2 separate regions of the Sus scrofa genome follow, and region 2 is linked to region 1. A link is a contact called in public HiChIP or PLAC-seq data. All regions are on one chromosome and are shown on one strand. Each heading gives the region's core, a stretch centred on a gene start, on an enhancer-like site or on the middle of the called end of the contact. The rest is flanking DNA. Distances are from core to core; before and after follow the strand shown.

The links. HiChIP or PLAC-seq counts read pairs in DNA pulled down with a chosen protein or histone mark.
Region 2: a contact with region 1 is called in an H3K27ac HiChIP or PLAC-seq map of alveolar macrophages. The contact joins two enhancer-like sites. A contact is called at or near these places in 2 of 2 datasets of contacts at active chromatin or transcription factors (alveolar macrophages and skeletal muscle).

The regions. Positions count from the first base shown.
Region 1 is chr3:9,334,183-9,339,139 of Sscrofa11.1, reverse strand. The region is part of intron 1 of CUX1 (protein CASP); the gene reads right to left. Among named protein-coding and RNA genes, the nearest start is that of CUX1, 20 kb to the right of the region's middle. Within about 2 kb of position 1,474, at least 3 of the 83 cell types and tissues checked have an H3K27ac peak or open chromatin away from gene starts, as enhancers often do. A contact at or near this core is called in alveolar macrophages, where this site is marked.
Region 2 is chr3:9,637,344-9,642,403 of Sscrofa11.1, reverse strand. All of the region lies in intron 14 of CUX1 (protein CASP), which reads right to left. Among named protein-coding and RNA genes, the nearest start is that of SH2B2, 31 kb to the left of the region's middle. Within about 2 kb of position 3,478, at least 7 of the 83 cell types and tissues checked have an H3K27ac peak or open chromatin away from gene starts, as enhancers often do. A contact at or near this core is called in alveolar macrophages, where this site is marked.

The DNA of each region.
Region 1 (4,957 bases), core at 225-2,724:
GACAGGACAATGATCCCCTAAGCACCCACCTCCAAGCTTCAACACTGATCAATCCATAGCCAGTCTGTACCGTACCCCGACTCTTGCTTTTAAAAATACCAGTGAGGGTCACTTTACTGCACAGCAGAAATTGACAGAACATTGTAAATCAACTACAATAAAATGAACACACACACACACACACACACACACAAAATAAAAAATACCAGTGCCCACTCCAGACGAGCAGAATTGGAATCGCTGCGGGGGGTCCCTCCCCCAGGGGATCCCGAAATGCAAAGAAGGCTGAGCAATAACCCCAGAGGGAGGCAGCCAGGAGATCAGGTGTGATGCCAAGAGCTCCCTGAGGGGCCTTACTGCACCCTGGCCTAAGCCCTCTGTCCTGGGGCACAGGCCTCTCACCAAACTCCGCCCACCAGCTGTGACTTTAACTGGTCTCCCCAGGGGCGAGGGATCAGTTCACACCCTGGGGCCTAGGCGACCACAGGTCACAGGGGAAAATGGCCAGGAGGAGAGTAAACACTAGAAGAGACAGACAGACTAGTCCAACAACCTGCAGAGAGGAGCGGAGTTAAGGATCAAGAACATAAAATGAGCAGTCAAACCCGCAGAGCCAAGAGCGGCTGGTGAAACGGGAAATGGGACAGAGGGACTGACAGACGTTAGAAACTGATGGGAAAAAGTAAACATATGGACGGGTCTTAATTTCGGGAATATTCCAGATTCTGAATGTCAGAAGAAGAAAACAGATCACACAACTTTAAAATTCAGCAGAGGAAAATTCAACCCAATACGACATTACAAGAAAAGATACCCCTCCCCCCAAAAAAGAAAGCATAAAATAAAATTGCAGAAGTCCTAATATAATCATATGTATCATAAATGTTCACCCATCAAATGTACTAATCAGACACACTCTCAACCTGGGTTTAAAAAACAAGATCCTGGAGTTCCTGTCTTGGCTCAGTGGTTAACGAATCCAACTAAGAACCATGAGGTGGTGGGTTCAATCCCTGGCCTTGCTCAGCGGGTTAAGGATCCGGTGTTGCTGTGAGCTGTGGTGTAGGTCGCAGACGCGGCTCGGATCCCGCGTTGCTGTGGCTCTGGCGTAGGACGGTGGCTACAGCTCCGATTAGACCCCAGGCCTGGGAACCTCCATATGCTGTGGGAGTGGCCCTAAAAAAGACAAAGAGACAAAAAAAATAAATAAAAAATAAAAATAAAAAGCAAGACCCTGCATCATCTATCTATAACAGACACATGTGAAGCAAAAGGATATAGAAAGCCTGGAAACAAAGAGGAAAAGTTTTACTGGGCAAACAGAAACTGAAAATGAAGGGAAAAAAAGGGGCGGGGGGAGAATAATTGTAACATCAAAACAAACAGAATTTATGGTGGAAAAACACCATAAAGGATGAAGAAAGAGTCGGGCACGTGCTCCAGACAAGGGAACACCCAATCGGGAAGATAGAAAACCACCGTCATGTGTGTACCTAACAATACAGCCTTGCGGTAATACAATGGAACAGCTGTCAAAACTATAGGCAAGAAACCAACAAGGATACAGAAGAATTAAGTTAACATGAGTAAGCTCAAAATACTATAGAGAAAAATTTATTTCCAAACAAAAAAACATTACTTTTGAGTCCATATGGGACATTCACAAAAATCCACTCAGTGTAAATGCCTGTATTCTAAGGAAATTGACCTCATGTTAAGCATATTCTCTGCTCATGCAATAAAAACACACATCAACAGCACGAGAAAAATTATTAAAGAAAAATGTCCATATAGATATAGATATATGCTATCAAGTAACCCTCAGGTTAAAAAGTAAATTACAAGGGAAATAACAAAATAAATACAAAATTACAAAATGAATAAAAATGAAAGCATTACATGTCAAAATCAGTAGAACACCACAAAATAATTAGAAGAAAAGTTAAGGCCTTGACAACATTTATCAGAAAACAAGAAGGAAGTCAAATTAAAAAGCTGCGCCTTCAAAAAAAGAAGTCAGGAAAACAGAGGGACCTCAAAGAGACAAGAGTGAAATAAAGAGGAGACAATTAGTCACACAAACAAAAAAGAGGTTAAAAAGAGGAAAAGTTGGATTTTTTTTTTTTGAAGATTAGTAAGACGGACAAAACTCTTTGTGAGCCTGAAAATTAAAGTCTTAAAGATATTCAGAAATACAGACTGCAGAATGAAAATGAAATAGCAAGAGGTGAAAAAGAGATTTACAAAAGCAATGGAGATTTTATGAACAATCATACAAGGACACATTTTAAAGCCTAGATGAAATGGCTAATTTCTAGAAAATCATAAAGTGGCAAAATCAGTTTATGAACAGAAAAACATAGAGAGACTAATACAAACGAAAGTGAAATAATAAAGTCCTCCCAGCCTGCGCTCAGGCTCAGGCCCTACTGTTTCACAGTTGAGCCCTATTAAATTTAATAAGATACAGATAATTCTTCATCTTAGACAAACGGTTCCAAAACAATTTTAACCCATTTTATGAGACTGGTATAACCTCAATTCTAACTGGATAAAAATAAGAAAATTAGGAGTTTCCTGGTGGCCTCGCAGTTAAGGATCCGGCATCGTCACTGCTGTGGCTCTGGTTACTGCTGTGGTGCGAATTCAATCCCTGGCCTGGGAAGGTCTGCATGCTGTGGGCACGGCCCCCCAAAAAAGGAGAGAAAACTGTAGGCTAATTTTATCTACTTACACAGATACGGCTAATCCAATATTGTAAAATATAAGACAAAGAAGAGCTGACGGCAGAATGCAATGATGCTTCCACATCAGAGCATCGTTCACTGTAATTTACCACATTTATAGACGGGGGATAAAAATCACCCAGACCTGAACAGATTTGAGTCACGTGGTTCCTTAACCTGATCAAAGCTTCTACCAAAGGTCGCCGTTGGGCACATGCCCTCCCTCTAAGACCAGGAAAGGAGAGGCAGAGTCCCAGCCCCACTCGCAACAGAGAGCGCCTGAGGTTCTGGTTGGCAACACAAGTCCCTTGGGTATAAGCAGTGGAAGGAAAGGGACAAACAAGTGTCACTTTTTTTGCATGTGATATCCTCCCCAGAGAGATGCGACAGAATCAAGTGAACTAGAACAACCAATGAGGGATTCGGCAAGCCGGTCAGTTTCGAAGGCAGTAAACAAAAACAACTGCTTTCCTCCACACCACGGTCATCAGAAAAACAATTCTTTTAAAGTCCCTGTTCACAATACTACAGAAACCGTACAGAACTAGGAATTAACCTAATGAGGAAGGCACAACACCTTTCTGGGGGAAGATCTAAGCATACGGAGAAATAAACTCATTCACGGGTGAGGCAACTTAAAAGTTCTTAATTCTCCCCCAAATTAATCTGTGTGTGTGTGTGCGTGTCGTGTATGTGTGTGCATGTGTGCGTGTGTACTTTTTTGTTTGTTTTTAGGGCTGCACCTACAGCATATGGAAATTCCCAGTCTAGGGGTCAAATCAGAGCTGCAGCCGCTGGCCACAGCCACAGCCACCGCCACTTGGGATCTGAGCCTTGTCTGTGACCTACACAACAGCTCACGGCAACGCTGGGTCCTTAGCCAACCCACTGAGCCAGGCCAGGGATCGAACCTGCATCCTCATGGATACTGGTCAGGTTCGTAAACCGCTGAACCACAACGGGAACTCCCTAATCTGTATATTTAATCCAAATCCAACAAAACTCCAGCAGAATTTAAAGGCAACTTGATGGAAATGTGCATGAAAGAATAACTGGCCTTGAGGAGCTGACATATTTCGAAAGAGAAAAAGCAATGAGCAAATGTGCCCAATCAGAAAGTGAAACATAGAGTTCCCGTCGTGGCTCAGTGGTTAATGAATCCAACTCGGAACCATGAGGTTGCAGGTTCGATCCCCGCCCTTGCTCAGTGGGTTATGGATCCAGCATTGCCGTGAGCTGTGGTGTAGGTTGCAGACGCGGCTCGGATCCCGCGTTGCTGTGGCTCTGGTGTAGGCCATCGGCTACAGCTCCGACTGGACCCCTAGCCTAGGAATCTCCATATGCCGTGGGGGTGGTCCAAGAAATGGCAAAAAGACAAAAAAAAAGAAAAGAAAGAAAGAAAAGAAAGTGAAACGTGTAAAACCACAGTCATTGAAGCCGTATGGCCTAAGTGCAAGAGGACGCAACAGACTGGACAGTGGAACAAAAGAATGGCCCAGACACATACCCGTATCCAGAGCCTCGGCATCCAAGGGACGCGACTGCCCAAGTCCCTGGGGAGGAGACAGCACAATTCAGTAGGCCGTGCTGCAAACACTGCCCACCTCGCACTGCATGCAAACATCCTCTCCAACCTACAGATCTAAACACAGAAGGCCAATCTCCACGGCTATCAAAATATGAATATCCTTGTGATCTTGAGTGGCGAAAGATTTCTCAGAACAAGACTGAAATGAAAAATGGACAGATTCGGCTTCATCAAAATTAGGTTTTTCTATTTATTGAAGGACAACTACAGATGGATCAACAAATGAGTGAGAGATCGGGGGAGAAGATATTTACAAATGTGAGAGCCAACAAAGGATTGGCACAGAAACGTACCAGGAACTCTTGCAAATCAGCAAAAAGATGGTACACCATTAAAAAAAAAAGGGACAAAATACATGACCAGACAATTTACTACAGGGTAAGTCTGAAAAATCTAAATAAGTATAAAATGAGATTTATAGTGAGTATAAACAAGCCTTACTGGTGATTGGAGAACAACCATCACAAGGCTGACGTGCCACTTGAGAACCATCGGGACAGCAAAACGTCTCCAGGAAGCGCGGATGAGACTGTGGGGGAGCCGAGCAGCACAGCTGTTCTGGGGAACAGCCGTTCTGGGGAGCCGTCTGGCAGCGCTCAGTGAGATGAAGGACGCTTTTCACCCCGGGGCGCAGCAATCCTAC
Region 2 (5,060 bases), core at 2,229-4,728, 300 kb before region 1:
CACCCAATCCCATTCCCACCCTGGATGGGGAAGTGGGAGGCCAGATGGCAGTACCTAAGGGTTTGGTTGGATCCAGGCCACAGGCAGACTCGCCCAGAATGAAGCACAGGCTTTTTGGAACCGGGTAAACCTGGGTTTGAAAGCTGGCTTTGTCACCCACTAGCTCGGTAACCTGGACAAGTGCCTTAACCTTTCTGAGCTTCAGTTTTCTCATCAGAAAAATGTGGAGAATAGTGTCTTCCTTGCAGAGATGTTACAATTAAATATTAATGTATAATATAGGACACAAGGTAGACCAAAAGAAAGAAAGAAAGAAAAAAAAAAAAAAAAGCCAGTTATAAGCGCTCAGGCTGAGACGGAGGGTTGGGGAAGGGAAGGGACAAATTCATTCCTGGGGTCTAGGTCCGGGCTGCCACCCTCACCGGCTGGGCTGAGGTGTCTAACCTTTGTTGGTCAAGTGGGGCTGGCAGCACTGCACTCAGGCGCTGACGGAGGGAGTCATGAGATAACGTCTATGAAGCTCTTGGCTCAGGGCCTGGCACGTTATAGGCTCAGCAGATATGAGATGTCATCCTTCTTGGCCTAGATTTGTCTCCACGTCCATGAGGAAGATTATTTTCTGGTCTAGAAAGACCAGGTCCCAGGAGCAAGTCTGGTTTTCAGACAAGTCATGCAAGGCTGCCAGAACGCCATGGCTTTTAGGGCTTGGGAGAGTTTCTACTGGGTGGACCTGTTTTTCTCGATGTTCTCCGAAATCCCCTGTGGTATGTGGTTCTGGGTAAACGGTCACCCCAAAATACCTCTAATTTCCTCAGGGTGAAAGGACAGGAGGAGTTCAAGTTGTATTTATTTATTTTAATTAAAACATTAAAAAAATTAAAAAAAAATTTTTTTTCACTGTGCCTACAGCATGTGTAGGTTCCTGGGCCAGGGATGGAACCTGTGCCACAATAGTGACCCAGGTCCCTGTAGTGACAATGCCAGATACTTAACCTGCTGTGCCACAGAGGAACTCCAGTTTTTCTCTGTTTTTGGTTTGTTGTTTTAGGGCCGCACACACAGCATGTGGAAGTTCCTAGGCTAGGGGTCTAATCCGAGCTATAGCTGCCGGACTATGCCACAGCCACAGCCACAGCCACGCCAGATCCAAGCCACGTCTGTGACCTACACGACGGCTTATGGCAATGCCAGATCCTTAACCCACTGAGCAAGGCCAGGAATCGAACCTGCATCCTCATGGATACTAGTCGGGTTTGTTTCTGCTGCGCCATGACAGGAACTCCAGGAACTCCAGTTTTATTATTATTTTTTTTGCTGAAAAGGGCTGAACCCATGGCATATGGAGGTTTCTGAGCTAGGGGCTCGAATTGGAGCTACAGGTGCCGGCCTACACCACAGCCACAGCAACGTCAGATCCAGGCTGAGTCTATGACCTACACCAGAGCTCATGGCAACGCCAGATCCTTAACCCACTGAGCAAGGTCAGGGATCAAAACTTCAGCTTCATGGATGCTAGTCACATTCGTTTCTGTTGTGCCACAACGGGAACTCCCAGTTTTATTACTTCTTTTTTTTTTTGAGTGGGGCAAAAATCGACCCCAAGCATTACACCCTGTGGGTTCTAGAAATATAGTAAAATATAAAATCAACTTTTGTTTAACTCCTGCAGAAGGAACCTAAGAAACTGCCTTTTTGCTTAGGAATGAAACACATTCCATGAGTGTATAGCGGGTGCCTTGTGTCAAGCTCTGGGGGAGGTACCAGCTGAGCTGGGCTGGACTAAGCATTTCAGGGAAGAGCACTGCTCAGCTGCAGTCTCTGCTCTGCACTTTCCTCGGGGTGACCTTAGGCAAGGGACTTCCGGGTTTTTTGGTTTGGGGTTTTTTTTTTGTCCTTTTGTCTTATTGTCTTTTCTAGGGCTGCGCCCACGGCATAGGGGTTGGATCGGAGCTATGGCTGCCGACCTATGCCACAGCCACAGCAATGCCAGATCTGAGCCGCGTCTTCTACCTACACCACAGCTCATGGCAACACCGGATCCTTAACCCACTGAGCGAGGCCAGGAATCGAACCTGTGACCTCATGGATACTAGTCGAGTTCATTAACCACTGAGCCACGACTGAAACTCCTGGTGCCGCTTCTTATCCCTCTCTGTTGGCTTATAAAATTCTCCTCCAGTGCAGTTCTTCTTTCCAGACCCCGTGCATCTCAGCCTCTTCTGGGATATGCAGCCAGATCTGTGCAGGTGAAACTAAGCTGCCCTGGGCTCTCCCACCTGACTTGCCAGCCTGCTCTCTTGTGGAGCTGTGTTTGACAGAAAGCATTTGCTGAGCATCTGTCTACTCTAGGTCTGGGGCTGAGCTCCTGACTAAGATTTGAGGTTCTACTGCTGTTTCTCCTGCCTCCCTCTTCTCTTTGTTGCTTTTTTGGCTGCCCTGTGGCACACAGAGTTCCCGGGCCAGGGATCAGATTGATCTGAGCCACAGCTGAGGCAACATCAGATCCTTCAACCCACTGTACCAGGCCAGGGATGGAACCCGAGTCCCAGAACTGCAGAGGTGCCACTGATCCTGCTGTGCCACAGTGGGAACTCCTCCCCCTTCCCTCTTTAGAGATGAATTTGCTTAAATGCTCGAGTGAGCCACCTCCACGATGACCAGCCGACCACCATGTGACAGATCACCGCGATAACCAGGACTCCCCACTGCCGGAACCCAAGGAGACCCAGTGGCCCCATGGAAATTCCTGCCTGTTGAATGCCGTGTAGGTGGCTGTCTCAATCACGGCCCATGGGAACATCATTTTCTCTGGGGCCCCACAGGACTGGCGTAGTTGCGTCTGGTTATGCCAGGGTGACAAGCATACATGTAAGGCCAGCGTGGGTGGAGCCCTCATGGTTCCTCAGCTGAAACAAGTGGCAGCAACAGACGATCATAGACAGGGGCTGAGGGAGGAGCTTCATCTCACACTGGGCACTGCCCCATCTGCCAGCTTCCCCTGGAACGTCTGATGGGGCCCAATAAACTCCCAGGTTCTGAACACACTGGAAGTTTTTTTTTGTGTGTGTGTCTTAGGGCCACTCTCGAGACATAAGGACCTTCCCAGGCTAGGGGTCAAATTGGAGCTACGGCTGCTGGCTTATGCCATAGCCACAGCCATACCAGATTCAAGCCGCGTCTGCGACCTATTCCACAGCTCACGGCAACGCCAGATCCTTAACCCGCTGATCCAGACCAGGGATCGAACCCTCAACCTTACGGTCCCTAGTCGGATTCGTTTCCGCTGTGTGGAAAATTCTTAAATATTAGACGGGGTGCAAAAGAAAACGTTCCTTGCTGATGAAGGTGACGTTAGCTGATCTGGCTTCATGGGAGAGCCAGAGACCTGCTGCCTGAGCCTCAGCCCCAGGCAGCTTTATCCCTCATGGCAGCACTGGCCCGAGGCCGGCCTCCCCACGCGTGGGCGGGCTCCCGAGAAGACAAAGGAAGTACATGAGCTGAGCACAACCAGCTTATTCATCCTGAATCAGCCCATCGGATAAGAACAGAGGCAACGCGAGGCCAGCAGTTACAATGATGGAGCTCCTTCTACACAGAAGGAGGCTTCAAGAGCAGGATCGAGTGTGGCCAGGGGGAGTGGAGGGGAGTTTGGGCAGAGGTCCGCCAGAGCCGCTCCTTTGCCAGGTGCTCTGCAATCTTGATGGCACTTTCTAGACACAGAGGTGATTTGAATGTGCGCTTTCAAGTCTTCTGCAAGTCGTGGCCATTTTAATGCAAGGATCGTAACTCTGGGCGGGGGCGCAGGACGCTGCAGATTGCTGCGTGTCTGGGTGTAGGTGCAGCCAGTTACACAAAACATCTCCAAAGCCATTTTCCCTGGCCCTGCTGGGGCCACTCGTGTTTCCAGATCCCCCTTCGGCCCTCAGGCGAGCAGCAATTCATTCATTTTCCACAATTCAAGCCAAAGATTTTACCCCAGTCCTTTGTTCTATGAGAGCACCAGGCCCTTCCCTGCTTATGGTAAGTTATTTAACCCCTCTGGGCTTTATGTTTTTCATCTGTAAAATGCAGGTAAAACTGCCTCTCTTAGATGGTTGTGGGGGTCCGGTTAAAACACGGAGCTGTACAGAGTTCCCATTGTGGGGCAGCGGAAACCAATCTGACTAGGAACCATGAGGTGGCGGGTTCGATCCCCAGCCTCGCTCAGTGGGTTAAGGATCCGGTGTTGCCGTGAGCTGAGGTGTAGGTGGCAGATGCGGCTTGGATCCTGCGTTGCTGAGGCTGTGGCGTAGGCTGGGGGCTACAGCTCCGATTCGACCCCTCGCCTGGGAGCCTCCATATGCCGCAGGTGCGGGCCTAGAAAAGGCAAAATAAACAAATAAATAAACAAACAAACCACGGAGCTGTAGAGTCCAAGGTGATGCTCAGCAACGCTTCATTAACTCACACCTTTCCCCAAAGAAAGGGGCCTGCACTACTTTAAGTATGAGACTAATCGGACTACTTGGAAAACAATACTGTAAAAGATCCTGAAAAGCACCCAAAAAAAAAAAAAAGAAAAAAAAAAAAAAAGAAATCACGCCGACATCCATGGTCACCAGCTATGGAACCACGATGGCATCGTGGAGAGGCGCTTTTCTGTGTGCTCACAGCAGATGTGCGCCAACTCTAACTGCGTGACTCTGCACGTCTACATCCGATAACATGTAAAAAGCCAACTACCTGACCCACCGCCACGTCCTCCGTCCCCAGCATGCCCAGGCCAAGTGCCTGGCCGGTCGCCCTGTAAGCGGTGGGCAGCCAGGCTCTACAGGGCGCGTCGGCCTTTCCCCTGGGCTGCGGGCACGCGCCCCGGGAGCTGGGATTTTGCTGCGCTGAGCGCAGAGCCGTACCTGTAATTGTGGAACCAGTTGATGACGGTGCTGGTTTTCAAGTTGAGCTGGGTGGCGAGTTCTTCGATGGTTTTTGGTGACGGGTATGGCTTTTGCTGATAGGCTCGTTTCAGAGCTTCTTTCTCTTCAGGGGCCAGCACGACTCGGGGTTTCTTCAGCTGGTGCTGG